2 separate regions of the Hermetia illucens genome follow, and region 1 is linked to region 2. A link is a contact called in public Hi-C data. All regions are on one chromosome and are shown on one strand. Each heading gives the region's core, a stretch centred on a gene start, on an enhancer-like site or on the middle of the called end of the contact. The rest is flanking DNA. Distances are from core to core; before and after follow the strand shown.

The links. A called contact is a pair of places that touch in the nucleus more often than the background predicts.
Region 1: a Hi-C map of an unstated tissue shows a contact between it and region 2, with 9 times the contacts expected there. The contact joins the promoter of LOC119649647 here to the promoter of LOC119649970 in region 2. A contact is called at or near these places in 2 of 2 Hi-C or Micro-C datasets (an unstated tissue and whole body).

What each region holds. Positions count from the first base shown.
Region 1 is chr2:43,462,344-43,467,117 of iHerIll2.2.curated.20191125, forward strand. It overlaps LOC119649647 (DNA-directed RNA polymerase III subunit RPC8), which reads left to right and starts at 2,689. Exons shown (of 5, transcript XM_038051902.1): 1 at 2,689-2,934; 2 at 2,997-3,180; 3 at 3,245-3,385; 4 at 3,778-3,914; 5 at 3,972-4,172. The coding sequence starts at 2,824. The coding sequence ends at 4,100. LOC119649646 (serine/threonine-protein kinase RIO1) reads right to left here and starts at 2,613. Exons shown (of 4, transcript XM_038051901.1): 1 at 2,413-2,613. The coding sequence starts at 2,475.
Region 2 is chr2:43,278,099-43,282,724 of iHerIll2.2.curated.20191125, forward strand. LOC119649970 (ribonucleases P/MRP protein subunit POP1) reads right to left here and starts at 2,797. Exons shown (of 3, transcript XM_038052406.1): 1 at 1,634-2,797; 2 at 484-1,579; 3 at 51-427. The coding sequence starts at 2,661. The coding sequence ends at 101.

The DNA of each region.
Region 1 (4,774 bases), core at 1,439-3,938, 180 kb after region 2:
ACGTCATCATGTCTGATCCTAAGACCAAGTATTCGCGAGTAGTTGTGTGGTCTCCAGAAACGGTCCAAGCGTTTGAAACCATCAAGCAGCAACAGGTGGACGCTACTCGTTTAACATTCAAGATGCATTTCTAACCGCGGTGGGTGAATCAATCACGTTCACTTTGTTCACAAACCAAAAGTCTCTGAGTTTTGCCTTATGGCAAAAGCCCGTCAACTTTGATTACATTAGCCAGTTCAGATCAGCCATTCAACATGTGTCCGATAAAGACAACTGACGCTGACGCTGATCTCCGAGATCAACATCCCAGCCGCAGTCGATTTTTTGGCAATCGCTGTGGTTCAGAAATATGACGCAGTTCTTCAGATCCTGCAACCGGCCTTCAAATACAAGTTCAAGGAGTTCCCTATCCTTGCGTCACATTCCTTTATCCATTACGAGATCCCTGAAAAGGGACCTAGGCCATATATCCGCTTTTCGTAAAGAAGTTTTTCTTTCGGTGCACGATATTGCGAATCCCGGCATTCGGATAACGAACTAGTTAGTCTTCAACAATTATTTCTGGTCTTTCATGAATAAATACTCTTGGCCACGTTCGAGAGAAGAATCCTCCGAAGAATTTTTCGCCCCCTACATGAGGATGGACGATTCCGTAGCCTACATAACGACGAAATCTATGAGCGATACCACGACCGTCAGGTTGTGGATAAAATCCGGCTTAAAAGGTTACGGTGGATGGATTGCTTAATCCGTATGGATGAGGATGATCCAGCCCGCAAAGTCTATAGGGGCAATATCTATGGCAGAAAAAGAAGACGAGGCAGACCCTGCCTAAGATGGAGCAATGGCGTAGGTCAGGATGCCAGACAGCTTTTAGGGATATTAAATTGGTGGACCTCGGCACGAAACCGGGATGTCTGGAGTTCCTTATTAAGACAGGCTTAGACCGGATACCGGTTGTTCCGCCGTTGATGATGATGATGGTGAACAAAGTCGTGAACTCTTGGGCAAGAGAATGCCTCGCATGCCAAAAGTGTAGTCGCTAGACATGCTAGGAAGGAAGTGGGTGTATTTCCTAAGTCGACAAGGCGCTTCCACACTACACCTTTGCGAGGCACCATCCTCTTCAAATCCACCCAACTACTGGCCTACGCTGACGATGTTGACATTATGGGAAGAACAACCCGAAATGTCTACCATCATCCAGATCAAGCAGACGAAGTACATGGTGGCAGCGAATCGCACTGGTCAAACGAGAAGAATAAAGATAGGAGACTACAACTTTGGGTCGAAATTCACAACTATGACGACGAAATCCGCACACGGTTGTTCGCTGCCAACAGAGCCTATTTCAGCTTACAAAATCTGTTCCGCTCGAAACGTCTCACCATAGGGTCAAAGCTGTTACTGTACAAGACTATAATCTTGCCAGTCCTCATGTATTCCTCGGAAACTTGGGTTCTTAGCAAGAAAAATTGCAAACTTTTAGTCGCGTTCGAGAGAAGAATCCTCCGAAGAATTTTTGGCCCCTACTGAGGATGAACGATTCCATAGCCTACATAACGACGAAATCTATGAGCGAGACTCCGACCGTCTGGTCGTGGATAAAATCCGGCTCAACAGGTTACTGTGGGCGGGTCACCTAATACGTATGGATGAGGATGATTTAGCCCGGAAAGCCTATGGTAGAAAAAGAAGACGAGCCAAACCCTGCCTGAGATGTAGCGATGGTCAGAACACGAGACAACTTTTAGGGATATAGAATTCGTGTCTGGAGTTCCTTAATAAGGCCAACCTAGACCCAATACTGGTTGTTGCGCCGTTGATGAGGTGTACGCAGACTTTTTCTGCTAAGTGTATATGGCAGTTCGCGAATTTACCACCCCATTCAGTGCATAGAACAATATTTTGTATAAGACCCTATCATATAATTCCCACCGCAAAATATTGATATTTAAATTTTTTCGGAAAGTATTGGAAATGTACTCAAAATTTATATAAAGTTTTCAAAAAAATTTGATGGTCGGCGGAAAGATAATTGGAAGATGTGCATTAGCAAATGCACTACTCGCGAAGGGTTAATTTCAATGAGTGAGGAAATCCTACACAACTCAATTTCTTTAATTGATCGCGGTAGTCCTGACAACTAATATCCAGCAGACAATTGACTATTTGCACAATTTAATTCCTAATTTAATCCTTGCATTGCACAATAATTGCAAATACAACTTCAAAACACGAGACCTAGGCCATTTCACCACCGTTAGAAACACCACTTACGGTGGTTCAGCGCAGTCAGTTTCTGGTTGGCAGTAAAAAGACTGAATCCCCTACTCAGGAAACTCTGTAACTATTCTTTCGAACGGGGCCACTGAAATTCCCAAATTTAACTTCCTGGAGCACTACACTCACCTCATCACAAACTGGATCATCCTCCTCTGCATCGCTAAACTGACCGGGAGCCGGCACACTCATTATGGCTCGATTCTAGAAGAAGGACAGTAATCACAAACAGGCCTATATTTAAAATCCTTCCAAGCTCTTTAAAAATGTTAGCAAAGCTGAATAACCGTTCAAGAACTAACAATCCAAGACCGTGCTGCAGACTTTAAACACTCGTAAAACGTCAAATCAAGTAACACGTGCATGCTGTGGAGAGTTTTCAAGCTGCTGTCAAAACAAATTTGACAGTCTCGCGCTCGGTGTTTATCCCGCTTCAAAGTGGATTAATTTTAATATTTCCTCAACAACGTGAAGACTATAATCATTCCTTTCGTAGTAGATATGTTTAGATAGCAATTTGCTGGTGAAAAAGCGTTCGGAATGTTTGTTCTAGCGGAGCTAAAGGATACAATCCGAATTGCACCGGAGCAATTCCACCTGAAGCTGTCGGAAGCAGTCCGGGATGAAATCAATAGAAAATTAGCAAATAAGGTGTTTCGCATGTGATAATATTATCATGGCTACGATTCTAACTCATGTTTCTGTGGATTTAGGTACTTTTAAACGTCGGTCTGTGTATTGCCCTGAAAGATATTGTCAAGCTTGGTGATTCCATCATATTGCCGGGAGATGGGGCGTCGCACACTGAAGTGATTTTTCGGTATATTGTATTCCGTCCAACAGTCGGTGACGTCATAACCGGTAAAATACGGAGTTGCAGTCGTGAAGGAGTGCATAGTAAGTTTGATTGCAGAAATTGCGTAAAATACGGAAACTAACTGAAACACTATAACACTTGCAGTTACGTTAGGCTTTTTTGATGACATCCTTATACCACCGACTGCATTGCAACATCCTTCGCGGTTTGAGGAAGCGGAACAGGCCTGGGTGTGGGAGTATCCCTTGGAGAATGGCGAAGGGCACGACCTTTTCATGGATATAGGTAAAATGCCTTTGAATAAGCAAATAAAAAGCCGATAGACAATCACGGGAACGTGTTATTTCCTCTGAAACCATTCCAAGTGCAGCTGATGAAGCTTATTTTCGTTGCATGAAAGTAGTTATCTGCGATCTTCGCATGCAAATTCAATTCTACCTTTCATTGAACTCATTTCTGCATCTTCCTTCAAATGTTAGCGATTTGAACAATGGAATTTTATTCGAAAAATTTGGATTTAAGAAACATGTCCATTAGGTCAAGCTTAGAGAAAGTTTTCGGAACCCGTTGCAGTTTGTACCAATTTTTATAGGTGTCGGTCTCGAACTTATTTACACGTTCAATTTGTCTAGAAGTTCATAATTAACAATTAAACGCGATCGTATAATAATTTTCAGGTGAACCCATCAAATTTCGTGTATCGAGAGAAATATTCGAAGAAAGTTCGCCTATTGGTCCTCCGGATCAAGCTGAAAGCGCATCGACTTCCGCATCCCAAACAACAGCAGACGTAAAGACACCCTACAGGATAATAGTAAGTGGCTCTTGACTATGAACGCACATTGAAATAACGAATCAATTTTTACTCTAGGCTGCAATAAACGAATCTGGTCTGGGCGTCCTTTCCTGGTGGGAATCGCACGGTCAAGAGGAGAATGGCGAAGATGATGGAAATGAAGAAGACGTCGAAGAAGTGGAAATGGACACTGAAACTGTGTAATTTCAATTTACTTGAAACTTTTTGTATATAAATAATGTTATTGGAATAGATTTTCTAATTTATCACTGAAAACGAATTTTTATTTGCAATCAGAATTTCACGGCTTGATCAAAGCCTTATAAATAGGTTTTTAGTGTAATATGCCAAGTTTAGGAAAGTAAAAGCACCAAAATGTTCATATTTATGATAAAGTATTGGAGACATTCACAAACAATTGACACAAGTACCTCAGAAATGTTGGGTGGATGGGAAAAACAACCAAGTGAAAAAATGCTCTTCCCTAGCAAAACACAAAGATAAGCCACCTTTCGAACATGAGGTCAAGAGAATCTGCCATCCATTTGATGACGACCCGACCAATTGGAAGGAAACTGCCTCTCACTTTTCTAGCCCATTGGTTCCGCTTACGTCTAAAGTTAGGAAATTCTTACAAACGACTACTGTTTCGTCCAGGGAAGAGGTAACTTATCACACCCCTCTGCCCTGGGAGCAGCGTGACTGAATTGTTCCGCTCCGCTATCAAGTGAATGGCGGATTCGAAGCTCTCTCAAATGCAAACAAAAACTATTTTAGCTGATGCCGGCTTTTGGCCAGAAATACTCGGCGGTTTTTCCCCATGGAAATAACTTGCACCCATAACGTGTTTGCAGATTAATAAAAGGGAGCGAACTACA
Region 2 (4,626 bases), core at 1,547-4,046:
AAGCCGCATAATGAGAGGATGTAATGCCAAATCAAGAAAACTCCACGAACTACAAAACGTGTAACAATCATATATTCATCTCAACTCTCTCATAATCCTCTTAAACAGAACAATTTATCTTAAAATTAGCCAATCTATAGTTCCGTGACTTGGTTCCACGAATGAGCACCATTTTCTCGCCTCGTCCCTTGCAGACAGCCAATAATCGCTTAAGACCCTGCGCCGTTATGTACCCGATGGCCGTCACATTTGCCTCCGTAAAGCTGAAGCTACTCTGCGTCACGTACCCAAACACCTCCCGCGAGCACTGGTATCGTATCGAGCTCTGTGCGTTCGGAAGCCACAGTTCACACATTTTCTTGAATTGTTCCGCAACTATTGCACTTGTGCCAGGTGGGCGGATTTTTATGCGTTTATCGCTGGTTTCCTGGGGATAAGACAAATTTGAAACAAGAAAAGGCAGAAAATAAGAAATGATGTTACCTGCTTCCGCCTCTTTTCGCGAACACGACGATTTCGTAGTCTCTTCAGCAGCTTCTTGTGTTCCTTTCGTAGCTTCTTCCTCGTGTTTTCATTGCAATCGTTATGCAGTGGTTCCACGTGAACAGGCTTCTTATTGAAGAATTTCTGTTGCTTGAGGGCGTGCTTCAGATCACGACTTTTGGGCAAACAAATCACCGAGAAGTCACCGGGATTGCCGCGACTTTTCATTTTCAAATAGATCGGAACAAGGCAGTCTTCAGGAAGGTTAGGAAGGTTCTGGTTGCGATGTAAAGCTGTCGCGATGTCATCAAGCAACTGTTTCTCGCGCAGAACGTGAAAGTCTTCAGTGCCCGCTGACGGGGGCATTCTCCATTCGCTGACTAGTTTTTTAAACGAACATTCAAAAGGACTTGCAATCCCCAGCCGTCGATAATTGACTCGTTTATTTGGCGGCAAGCGAAAGTATTTGTCACGAAGTTCGCGAAATTTCTCGGCGCGTTCCTTGCGAGCAATCAGCGTATCGGGAAGATTTTCATCGTTCCCCGACTCCTTTGCGATAGAGTTCATCTCCCGCAGCCCACCTGGACGAGCTCCCCACATAATCAAGCAAAGCCAGAGTGGCATTCCGTAACCAGACGGCACAATCACGTCCCAGCCACAACCGTAGCCTAACTTCTTGTAGAAATTATTTTGCGACCCTGGACGCTGGATAAGTAGAATGGGAACGGGTTGCATTTCATCTTCGAAGCGACAGCGGTCCCCAGGGATAATGGCGTCCTCGCTCCGTTTTTTGCAGAATTCGTGGTTAGAGAGCATCGTCTTAGTGAGGTTTGTACGAGTATCAGAATCCCAAATGAAACTAAGTGCGAGATCCTCAGGAAGGGCCAAGAACATGCTTCGGTTGACTGGTTGTAACTCTGGTAAAGCTTTAGTGCGTTTTTTGGGTCGGTTTAGCCGAGGATCTTCGATGTTTAGACCGAGCACCATATTCGGAATGAGCATTGCAGGCGAGGTAATGCCTTTGCAGTCGTCCCAGAACTCTGTTTGCAGCTGATGGGCTTTACTAAGCTTTTCGTTGTTTTGCAACTCCTTGAACCTGCGGGGATTATGTTAATTTTACTTCATTTACGATTTTTAAAAAGTCTCTTACCAGTTTTCCGGCTCGTTGGGTCGCAAGCCCTTGCATTTCATTGCCGAGACCAACACAGACTGCGAAAGGGGACCTGTGAGCCGATACCGGTTCAGTGTGTCTTTCAGTTCAGTTAGAGAAATATTTGTATCAGCGTTGCTGTAGCTAGGGCACCGCGCGTAAGCGACTGTCTTCGTTATCGTCCTTGTTTGTCCGTCCGCGTCTTCCTCCATTACCTGGTTTTGGTCGCTGGCCAATCGGAAAACCGAAATGAGTTCCTTGGCTACTTCCCTGTAAATCGACGGGTGGGCGAATATCCACAATGTCCGGGAGATTTCGAGAAAACTCTCCATGGGCTTCCAGATGAAGCTGATGGTGCCCAGAGCTCCATGTGGGTACTGTCCGGCCTTAAAAAGGTGAACGGTGCCTTCTCGCTTTCCGCTTGTGTACAGTTTCGCCGTGATCCCCAAACCACACTTGGAGTTCGTCATCTTATCAAATCCAACTTTTAAATCGTCCAGCGGACCTTTTACTTCTAGACAACCCAAATACGAAACGTCCTGGATTAAGCAATGGCTCGAGGACGCCCGATAACTAGCTCGGAAGGTCTTCGCGCACGAAGCCAGCGGCAGTTTGTACCCCCACTTGGGAATCATATGAAACCGCTTCGCATGCCAAATATGTGTCTCCAGCCAAATGTTCTTCTGCTGCCGCCTAATGTATTCCTTCAGGAGATTGCTGGGTTTCCGCCGAAACTTCCGGGAGGGTCGCTTCGTAGATTGAGGATTTCCAGCTTTGGACATTTGTGATTCGTGTATGCCTCGATAGCGTCTGGGCAGCCGCTTAGGGTGGTGAGACATCGCTCGCCGCCGCATGTGTTTAGGCAGCGTTTGGAATGCCAACTTTGTATTGCTCGGATTTTGGATTTCATTGATGAGTTTGCGGACCTCGTCGGCACGCTCCGCGGCATAATGGTAAGTTTGAATGGCATCGGGAATGGGCACGTGGCCTCCGATTGCAGAATCGTACTCTAGCTTCTCTGATGTCATCGCACTTAATTTAATTTACTCAACTACTACTCAATTTAATTCACTAATAGCTACAAATTCCGAACCATTTGGAACTTTACACGGAAACCTCGTCCCTCTTGGTTATGTTTACAAAATTAAATGAAACGTCAATGTCGTTTCTAGTTTCCCAACAGAGGCCACTGCAATCACTAAGTGACGATCTTAAGTGAAGACGCGAATCATAGTTGGTTCTAATTCAGGGTTAGTAGAAACCCCAAAATACTAAAATGGAATTAATTCAGTGACAGAACTGTAGTTGACAACCAAAAAATGTTCCATGTTTAAAGAAATTTACACCTCTAAATATAAATAATAATTTGCATCATTATTAGTATTTCCATATTTCACAAAATCAACTTTAGTTTTTCAAACCGCAGTAACATCCGTCCCTAGTACTAAAGGGTTAAGTCTTAGATAATGTCCAGAATCCTATTCAATATTCTTTTTAGGGGATTCCCCTTCTTTTTTCGATATTTAAATTTCAAGTGTTTTCCAATGAATTTATAGTATTTCTCGGAACATAACGTGATTGCTGGGAATCAACCAAATCTGGAGTGTAGTATAGTGCCGGTAAAAATGATAAGACACCCCATGTTTTCCATAAAATAATAAAACAATTCCAAGGAGGTTTGTATACATCCGAGATAACGGTGCCGAATTATATTCTCCTGAGTAATTAGCTGGGGGATTCCCCAAAAACATGGAGTAATTGAAGAAATTCGAATTTCAGGTAGGTAAAGAAGATAAGACAGCAAAGAAAAATCATTCTCTGGTCATTCGAGTGTGAATATTTGACCTGTAAAAAAGACGTAAGGTATTCATAGAATTGGCTTTTAACATTTGTAGGTGACAAGCGATGACGGCTTTACGGTTTCTTACCAGGGCAGAAGCAAATCGCAGACGCTGCCTCACCTCTGCCCTGCGAGCACCGTGACCGTAGCAGCTCGCAGATGTTGAGTGCTCCTTCATATAATTCGGAGAACACGGCAGCGTCTGACGATTTGCCTCTGCCCTGGTAAGAAACCGTAAAGCCGTCATCGCTTGACATTTTTGGAAAGTTTGGGTGGAAGCCCTAAGCGAGGGGTCCATGGACCCGGAAAGAGAGAGTAAGTTGCTCCCCATTTGGTCCAGTCCAGCATTCAGTTGATGCGGACTTAGGACCCCATTATTCTCAAAAACATATATACATATATTTGTAGGTGGTTTTTAGTAAATTTTGTTTAGTGAATACGTGATAATGGGTAGAGCAAAGCGGTTGACTACGGCGGAATCAAAGGTTATACAAACATTACATGACGAAGGTAAACCCATAGCGGAAATTGCTCGGATTACGAAGCGCAGCAGATGTTTCGTCCGTAATGTTATTCGGGATCCCGAAAATTATGGAAAGAAAATGTCCACAGGGCGCCCAAGAGCGGTAAGTCCTCGGTATGAACGGAGAATTACTATATTAGCATGCGATTAGTGCAGCCCGGAAAACGCGGGCAAGGCAGGCGTTGACACTGCCATTAGAAATGTCCGAAACATTATTGCACGAGCAAAGCATCTTAAGCGTCGCAAATTACAGAGAAAACCGCCTCTCGCAGAAAAGCACAAACTGACCAGAATGGCTTTTGTAGAAAATCATTTGCGTTGGAAGAAAAAATGGCACCGTGTAATTTTTACAGACGAGAAAAAATTTAACCTCGACGGGCACGACGATTTCAGCTATTATTTCCATGACATAAGGAAATAAGAGTGAGTGTTAAGCAAAAGACACTTTGGTGGCGGAAGTGTAATGGTTTGGTCTGCTATTGGATACAATGGGCGGTCAACTATTCGGTTTTTAAGTGGGAAAATGCACAGCTCCTGGTATGTGCAAATGCTACGTGAGGAATTTAGTAACAATTTGGGAACAATCGCGGATTAGCCGTTCATTTTCCAACAAGATAATGCTACAATTTA